Linked DNA regions of Sus scrofa: region 2 is linked to region 1. Evidence: chromatin contacts called from public Hi-C data. All regions are on one chromosome and are shown on one strand. Each heading gives the region's core, a stretch centred on a gene start, on an enhancer-like site or on the middle of the called end of the contact. The rest is flanking DNA. Distances are from core to core; before and after follow the strand shown.

Evidence for each region. Hi-C and Micro-C count contacts between places; a contact is called where the count stands out from the background.
Region 2: a Hi-C map of embryonic fibroblasts shows a contact between it and region 1, with 2.3 times the contacts expected there. The contact joins two enhancer-like sites. A contact is called at or near these places in 6 of 47 Hi-C or Micro-C datasets (embryonic fibroblasts, fetal skeletal muscle, retroperitoneal adipose tissue and 2 more) and 1 of 2 datasets of contacts at active chromatin or transcription factors (skeletal muscle).

What each region holds. Positions count from the first base shown.
Region 1 is chr16:5,246,857-5,251,332 of Sscrofa11.1, forward strand. No RefSeq gene overlaps it. Among named protein-coding and RNA genes, the nearest start is that of MARCH11, 210 kb to the right of the region's middle. Within about 2 kb of position 2,110, at least 15 of the 83 cell types and tissues checked have an H3K27ac peak or open chromatin away from gene starts, as enhancers often do. A contact at or near this core is called in embryonic fibroblasts, where this site is marked.
Region 2 is chr16:5,082,718-5,086,999 of Sscrofa11.1, forward strand. All of the region lies in intron 2 of FBXL7 (F-box/LRR-repeat protein 7), which reads left to right. Among named protein-coding and RNA genes, the nearest start is that of FBXL7, 300 kb to the left of the region's middle. Within about 2 kb of position 2,619, at least 16 of the 83 cell types and tissues checked have an H3K27ac peak or open chromatin away from gene starts, as enhancers often do. A contact at or near this core is called in embryonic fibroblasts, where this site is marked.

The sequences.
Region 1 (4,476 bases), core at 860-3,359:
TGCAAAGAACCATCCTGAGCTGACCCTTCTTTTAGTAACCCTTCCTGCCTGTGGTTTTCTTCTTTTCTTTTTTGGTCTTTTGTCTTTTGAGGGCTGCACTCGAAGCATACGGAGGTTCCCAGGCTAGGGGTAGAATCAGAGCCGCAGCTGCTGTCCTACACTGCAGGTGCAGCAACATGGGATCCGAGACTCATCTGTGACTTATAACACAGCTCACAGCAACGCCAAATCCTTAACCGACTGAGCGAGGCCAGGGATGGAACCCACATCCTCATGGATGCCAGTGGGTTTCATTAAACAGTGAGCTATGGCGGGAACTCCCCTTCCTGCATTTTTAATTGCTGGTATAGTCTCCATGTGAAAGTAGCAGAATTTGCATCAGTGGCTTCAAGTTGAGGAACTAAAAAGTATGGATGCTGGGGCTATAGCCTAGAGATTCATTTTAATTGATCTGGGATGGGGTTCAGGCATCAAGAAACTTAAAGAATCCACCCCCCCAGCTTATTTTAATGTAGAGCCAGGATTGAGAACCACCAATGTAAATTTTATTACTTTTCCATGGAGAAACACTGCCTCTCAACTAATGGAATCTGAATCTCTGGGGAGCAGGCCCAGGCAGCTGTATTTTTTAAGCTCTCCCATGTGACCACAATGTGTAGCCAGGGTTAAGAATCTATGCATCAAAGCGGTGGTTCTAGGCCAGTAACACATATAGAAACATCTAAGGAGATCTGTAAAAACACAAATCCAAATAGCATGCTCAGCCTAAATCAGGTTCCTTGATTTGCAAAACTTCCACTTCTGTCACTGCTAGTGACAGAGGACGCATTAATGGGAGTAGACAGTATGTGACTTGCTTTTTGAACTCCTCATACCCAGCTAAAGGTGAAGCATCCCATCCCATGGTGTTGCTACTACTTCAGACAAAGGAAAAAGATCCCTTGAGAGGCTCTGAAAAGGAGATTGTGGAGTGTTGACAAGCAGACGTGGCCAAGATGGTGTCCCAGATGGGCTTCTGTGCTGATGTCTGGGAGTGACGTCATTGCCCTAAATGGAACCAAGTTTATATCTGCACATAGTTGACCCCTAAAAGTACTTATTGAATTAAATGAATTTAAAGAAAGTTCCCTATGGGCCCGAATCTCTGCCTCCAGGGTATTCATCTATCAACAGGAGTCTTTATGGAATTTGTTCAAAAGAGTTTACTGGTAATAAACAGCTCCCAGCTATGATGAATTTTGGTCCTGACATTGGACAGTCTGCTGCTAGTGGCAAATGAAGAGAATGTCAGCTCTGAGTGTCTACGCTATCCTGTACCTGTCAACTCTCTCCCTTCACAGGTGGGAGAGGAAAGCATTAAGGGTGAACATACATTCTCATGAAAGAAGCACCACCGTTGCTTTTCAGTAGCATGACCTTGCATTGAGCTGGCAAATGAGAAGCACAATTTGTCTAGTGCAAAACCAGTCCCAGGTAATCTCAGCAAAATGTCACAGGGAACGTCGAGGCTTTCTTTATCATCACTGTGGTCATTAAGGAATATTCTTCCTTTTCGAGCAACTACACGTTTTATGAGATTAGCTGCCTCTCACTTCAGGGCACTGTATTCCAACCTTTCACCTCCACTCCCTAACATAATGTTGACTCCTTGGCTAAAAATACAAGGCACTTCTGTTAAGAGAGCTAACTGCTGGAAATATTAGAGCTGCAAGCTGAAAGAAATGAGGTGTGTGCCACAGACCACATAAAATGATGAAAGCAATTTAAAGACAAAATGTACAGAGTAACGAGGAATGATTTCACAATATCAAAAGCATATGAGTGTCCTGCTGTTTTGCGCAATGCTCTGCAAACCTTGGCCTTGGTCCAGCTTGGCCTGGGAACCTCCCTGGATGAGGCCTGGCCAGCTAGCCCCTTCCAGCTTCAAAACCAACCTTTCTGACCATCACATAGAGGTCAAGGCAGGGATTAGAAACCAGAACTTCCCAGGGCTGTCCATTTCTTGCTGACTCAGAAGAGGGACAAAAGCAAAGCACTTTGCAATTGACCGAGTGGCCTGTGATCTAACTGTTATTCCTTCTGGTTAGATTCACCATTGCCCTTTTAATGAAACACTTCGTTGATCAAGAGCTCCATCTATGGGAGAAATCGGTTATACCGATTCTACCCTTAGCGTCTCCAAGAGGATAATTCACACTAGAACAATGATTCTCATTGGGGTGATTTTGCCCCCCAGGGGACATTTTTGGCAAAGTCTAGAGACATTGTTGTCTCCATTGTTGGAGGCTACCAGTGTTGTCCAGTGGTTATAGGGCAGGGGTAGTGCTAAACATTCTGCAATGTACAGTATACAACAAAAATTTTCCCTCCCTATGACAAGGTGGAGAAATTCTGCTTGAGAAGAGTCTGTGAAATTTATGCTTATAGATGGGTTCCCCCAGACAAAAATATTAATTTTTGATTTAAATCTTTTCATATTCCCCACCACTACTTTAAGCTTCTCATATCCCCACTTTTTCTTCTAAACTCTTTCACTCTAAGGTAGTAGTAACTTAATATATTAATCTGCATCCAAGAGGTCAGTACTCAAGGCAAAGAAATGAATCCGTAATGGTAAAGTTTCAGTTTCATGGACTAAATGGGACTAACTCTTTGGTCAACCTACCTCCATGGCTGGTTAAGTAAACAAAACTAGAACCACTGTAGTTGACATTATGGCTGTAAAAGTCCTCATGGTATAAATGCAATGCTGGGAACGATTTCAGCTTTATTGGGTTCTCCATTCAACACATGCTGTTCAGTAGGTTACCATTTGGTTTATAAGCAAGGTTTCGGAGAACTAAATACTGAGAGTCAGCTTCTGAGAGATTTTCATTCTGCTGTCAGAGAAGCACCCGTACCTCTAGAGTTTATGATAGAGCAGATTTTTATTAAAAAAACAAAAACAAAACAAAAAAAAAAAACAGGTCTGGGACAGACTTTTCTGCCCTTTGAGGACTCCTCATTTTGATCAGCATGGGAGTTTTGACCTGCTCCATTTCTGACCTGGGCCAATTTACCCTTCCTTAAGCCACTTGGTGGTCCCTTGATGCTGAACTTAGTGCGGACACCGTATCAACACTATGCACTACAACCCAGAACTGCTGGGATCAAGCCATCCTCCAGCCTTCGCCTCTTGAGAAGCCATGGCTAGGGGCACATGCAACCACACCCGAGGACTCCACATTGGGGACTCTCAATAAAACTTTGAAGTTTCATGCTTCAGGACTGTGGCGACCTTGGGTGCTTTGAGAGACCAACCCCTACCCCACAGAGAGGAATCTTTGTCCCAACTGCCAAGCCTACTGCTACCCTCCTCCAGGGAACCCTACTGTAACCACACTCCCTCCAAGAAAAGCAAGGATAAGCCTACCTGACAAAAGAAATGAGTTATCTCTCTTCATCTGTAGCAGTTTGTCTCTCTCCTCTGCTCTCTAATGACTAAGCATTAAATTCATCTCATCAGCCAATGAGCACCTAGAGTGTACAGAGCAAAGCCATGAGAATGCAGAGATGAAGAAGAGGGACTCACTCCATGAGATGTCCAAGCAAGGGTGTCGTTCCGGCATTCCCTGACTCCAGAACATTTTTTCCCCTGTGGCTTTTGGCCCTGCATGTCACAGTTCAAAGAAAACAGACATCCTCGAAAATTACCTTCCCATCTATTCAGTCCTTAGCAGTAGCAGATTAAGTCTGAAGACCTGGAAGTCACTGAGATCTTGCCCAGGTTTTCTACACAATATCTAGATTTCCATACTGTGACCTCAGCCAAGTACACAGTGAGAAATATGAACTCATCCTAAAAATTTATATTAAATGAGTAATGATTTAATAACTTTCTTCTTCAAGTGCCATCAGTAAGAAATTGTACAGTTTTATGGGAAACCTTGATTTATTGGTGCGGCAGATTGCCTCAGCACAGCTAGTTTGCCTCATAATTTGTGGGAAAGAAACAAGATTAAAAAGAAATTTGAAGGGGAAAAAATGAGTGCAGGAAAATTGGCAACGGAGCTCATGCAATATTAATTGTAATTGAGAAAAGAACATCCCTGCTGAATCTGGGCATTTTTATATACTATGTGCACTGATAAAACCAGTGTCCTCCAAAGCTATCTGATGTCTGCTCATTACTCTTATTCAAATGGATCTGTTGAGTAGTGAATCTTAAAATGATATTCTGAGTAATTGTAAGAATATAAGATAGAGAAAATAATGATACAACACCTACAAACAACATAAGCTGTGAAAGGTGCTGACTTGTTCTTTTTCCCAAGTGGGACTTGGTGAGATTGTTGGAGGACTGAAGGATGATGGGAAGAAATGAATCATCCCATTCAGGTACTTAATAGATGAAGTAAACCATTGAAGTATTTTATCATCTTCGTTCTAAGGACAAAACTTTCCAGAATATTGGACACTCATTCTAGGATCTAAGTG
Region 2 (4,282 bases), core at 1,369-3,868, 160 kb before region 1:
AGGTTACTTCAGATCAACCATAATCAGTTTCAGGAGAAAACAATCTATCCAGGAGGGAAAAAAATTATTAAGCCATAGGATTTTAAAAAGAAAGCTAAGTTCTTTATCATAACAGAAGTATTTGATGGAGTTTACTTAATCATTCAACCTCTGTGAATGATTAAAAATAGACATTGTGTCTTTTATTTATTTTAAGTTGGAAAATTATTTGCGTATTAAAGGAGATAGAAGACTCACCCTCCTTTTTCAGGCTCTGAGTAAAATAGGGAGAGAAAAGTGAAGACTGATTTTTGTCTTACAGCCTTTATGTTTATTTCTCAAGTTGACCTGCTTAAAATAAACAAAACAAAAACAAAAACAAAACTCGTAATTACAGAATCAAACTTTCCAAATGCCGTTCTTCAAGATCACCTGATCTGTCGTACATAGCAGAGCAGCTCCCTCACTGCCATCTATTCAGTCAGCCCTTGCCACAAGGGTTTGTAAAAAAAAATTTAGGGGAGTTCCCGTCGTGGCGCAGTGGTTAACGAACCCGACTAGGAACCATGAGGTTGCGGGTTCGGTCCCTGCCCTTGCTCAGTGGGTTAACGATCCGGCGTTGCCGTGAGCTGTGGTGTAGGTTGCAGACGCGGCTCGGATCCTGCGTTGCTGTGGCTCTGGCGTAGGCCGGTGGCTACAGCTCCGATTCGACCCCTAGCCTGGGAACCTCCATATGCCGCAAGAGCGGCCCAAGAAAATGGCAAAAAGACAAAAAAAAAAAAAAAAAAATTTAAAAAGAAGACAAACAACAACAACAACAAAGATCATCTGATATAACTCTATAACCTATAAGTATAGTAACTAGACCCCCAAAAAATGCAAAATGAGTCAACTACAGATTGACTCATTTAACAAAAGTATTAAAAACTTAAAAATAATCCTGTTTAATTTGTCCCCATCATTCTGCCTTTTGCTTGTTTGTAGACTGCCTCAGCTAGTTGCTTTCATTCTCTAAAATGACATAGAGTCTGTCACTTAGATGGTCGTTTTTTCTTAGTCAAAGCGGAAAAAAAATGAACTTCCCAAACACTTGCACCCCATGTGTTGAATTGTGGATAAGTCATCCCAAAATTACCTTCCCATGTGTCCACTTAAATGAGTTTTTTGTTTTTTTGTTTTTTTTTTTTTTATTTTCCCACTGTACAGCAAGGGGGTCAGGTTATCCTTACATGTATACATTACAATTACATTTTTCCCCCACCCTTTGTTCTATTGCAACATGAGTATCTAGACATAGTCCTCAATGCTATTCAGCAGGATCTCCTTGTAAATCTATTCTAAGTTGTGACTGATAAGCCCAAGCTCCCGATCCCTCCCACTCCCTCCCCCTCCCATCAGGCAACCACATGTCTCTTCTCCAAGTCCATGATTTTCTTTTCTGAGGAGATGTTCATTTGTGCTGGATATTAGATTCCAGTTATAAGTGATATCATAGGGTATTTGTCTTTGTCTTTCTGGCTCATTTCACTCAGGATGAGATTCTCTAGTTCCATCCATGTTGCTGCAAATGGCATTATGTCATTCTTTTTTATGGCTGAGTAGTATTCCATTGTGTATATATACCACCTCTTCCGAATCCAATCCTCTGTCGATGGACATTTGGGTTGTTTCCATGTCCTGGCTATTGTGAATAGTGCTGCAATGAACATGCAGGTGCATGTGTCTCTTTTAAGTAGAGTTTTGTCTGGATAGATGCCCAAGAGTGGGATTGCGGGGTCATATGGAAGTTCTATGTATAGATTTCTAAGGTATCTCCAAAATGTTCTCCATAGTGGCTGTACCAGTTTACATTCCCACCAGCAGTGCAGGAGGGTTCCCTTTTCTAAATGAGTTTTGACAAAGATAAATACGAAAGCAAAAAGAACATCTCTGGCAGAGCTTGAAAAAAAATAGAGTAAATGACTTAAATTCATATTTTAAAACAGTTTGGAGATGAGGAAGTTAGCAATGGATGTGAAGTTGTTTAAAGATTTTGCGCAGAGAAGTAATGTTGCCACAGCATCATGGATTCCTCTCCTACACTGGGGCTCATGTGCGAGGATGGGTGTTTTGATAATTATCAGGATGGGACATCAGGTATAAAATAGGACTTGCTCAACACCTTGCATACATGGTCACTCTATTCTTTAGGAAGATTAGCCCAGTACAAATCTATGGGTCAGACAGGACTAATCATGGATTGGTAAGTGTGTCTCACAGATACACCGGCTAAAGAGGGTAGGGTCTTACCTGTGTCCAGAAGCCGCTCTGCCCTGGGACAAGTGACAGAATCAGCCTAGAGCACAGTGGGAGGTGAGGGGGATGGTGGGCAGTGATTTGCTATGCAGCCTCCTCAGTCCACCTGTCTGGACCAAAGCTGCCCAATTGTCACATGTGTCCAGTATGAGAAACAAAAACTGATCATTCTGGCACATGGAGTTAGGTCACTCCTCCACCCTGCCTTTAGAGATTCCCCCATACACACACTTTAGCTGACAAATGACCCTAACTGTGCCAGGAAGGAGAGAGCCACGGAGAGGGAAGAACTACGTCCTGGAAGCCCCAAAGAGCTGGCTTGGAGAAGGAAGTGGCCCCACAGTCTGGAGAGGAAAAAGCAGCTACTGTAACCAGTGGGCAGAATTCAGCCCATCCTGAGGCAGTGTAGCAGAGTGCTTAAATGCAGTTTTCTGACAATCCTTGATATTCAGGATTCCTGATGAAGAGAGTTAAACTGCAAACTGGTTTTAAGCAAATTCCCCCTAATACAGGGACTTATTTTTGCCTCAAATCCCTGCTTTTCTTTAACATTTCTGGAAATGGTGTCATCAGTTGAGCTTCCAGATTCATAAGATCCTTTCCAGAAACAACTCCCACTTATTTCTTGTAATCACAAAATACGCAGATGTCTAACAGCAAGGAAGCACTTCAGGGCAGTATCTATGCCAGTGGTTGGAAGGAACCTCTGAGCCTGGCTGGGCAAATCCACATGGCACTCTCCACTCTGAGTTCACAGATCGTCCAGAGCTGGAAATTGTTGGGCTCCGCAGCCCGGTGAAAGCACAGACGATCTGTCAGCTGCGGGGGACTCTGACTCTTTGCTCCGTCGCCCTGTGACCACAGCCTAGGACTTGGCAGTTGAAACACAACAGCTGTTCCAGGTCTGTCAGCAGCAGGGGGCACATCTGTCTTGGAAATGACTCACACACTCTGGAGGACCAATAATTTTTTATTTTCCTCTTTCTCCAAATAAGCTGAAATATCTGTGTGGAAATGATCTAGCCCCTTGCCTGCTTCCTGTGGAGTCCACAATGGGCATTTTTCTTTCAATTTCCTTCTTCATCTTTCTCAGAGTCCTATCAAGTTCTTAAGCTCCCCCTCTAGGTCAAATGTTTCACTTACCAAGTCTTTATATATTTCAGAGGAATCAAATGAACTCTTGAATTTATTTAAAATATATTTCTGGTTGTAAAGCTTTCGGTATCCAGCCGTGTACTTCTGATGGTCAGTGATAGATTTTCCCAGAGCTCCCTCTTCAAGCTCAGCTTAGACTCACCCCTCCCCCATCTCAGTGGACACTGTGGGTGGGGCTGCCTCAGAGTCATACCTTCAGTACCTATTAGAGTGAGAGATGGCAAACTGGGTCCTGAGAATAATGATGGACATGGCATAGCCTTGGACCCTTCCTCTTCCCTAGTAAAACTGAACACATGAATAATAGCAACTTGATAAATTATGATATAAGAGATCTGTCCCAAGTGGCCAGTAACCAGTGGGGATGCTCTTCACCTGGGCTTCCTTTGTAAGGGGAAGCTTGGACACTCCACATAAGCAAGGATTTGAGTGATTTTACACCCTGCTTTTGTTAGTGCTTGCTTAGTTCCTGACACACAGTAGGGACTCAAGGTATAGAATTAATGACAGCATAATTTGTTTTAATTTTATTATGTGCACAAGTGTGTGTGTGCACACACACTCAAAACAAACACGCATGCAGTGGCTTGATGTGGGAATCACAATTTCCAGATCAAAAACTGAACTTGGGCTGCAGTAGTGAAAGCACCAAATCCTAATCATTAAACCACCCTTTTTTTTTTTTTTTTTTTGTTATTTAGGGCCACACCCATGGCATATGAAAGTTCCCAGGCCAGGGGTAGAATTGGACCTGCAGTTGCAGGCCTCTACCACAGCCACAGCAATTCGGATCCAAGCCAAGTCTTCGACCTACACCACAGCTCACCACAACGCTGGATCCTTAACCCACTTG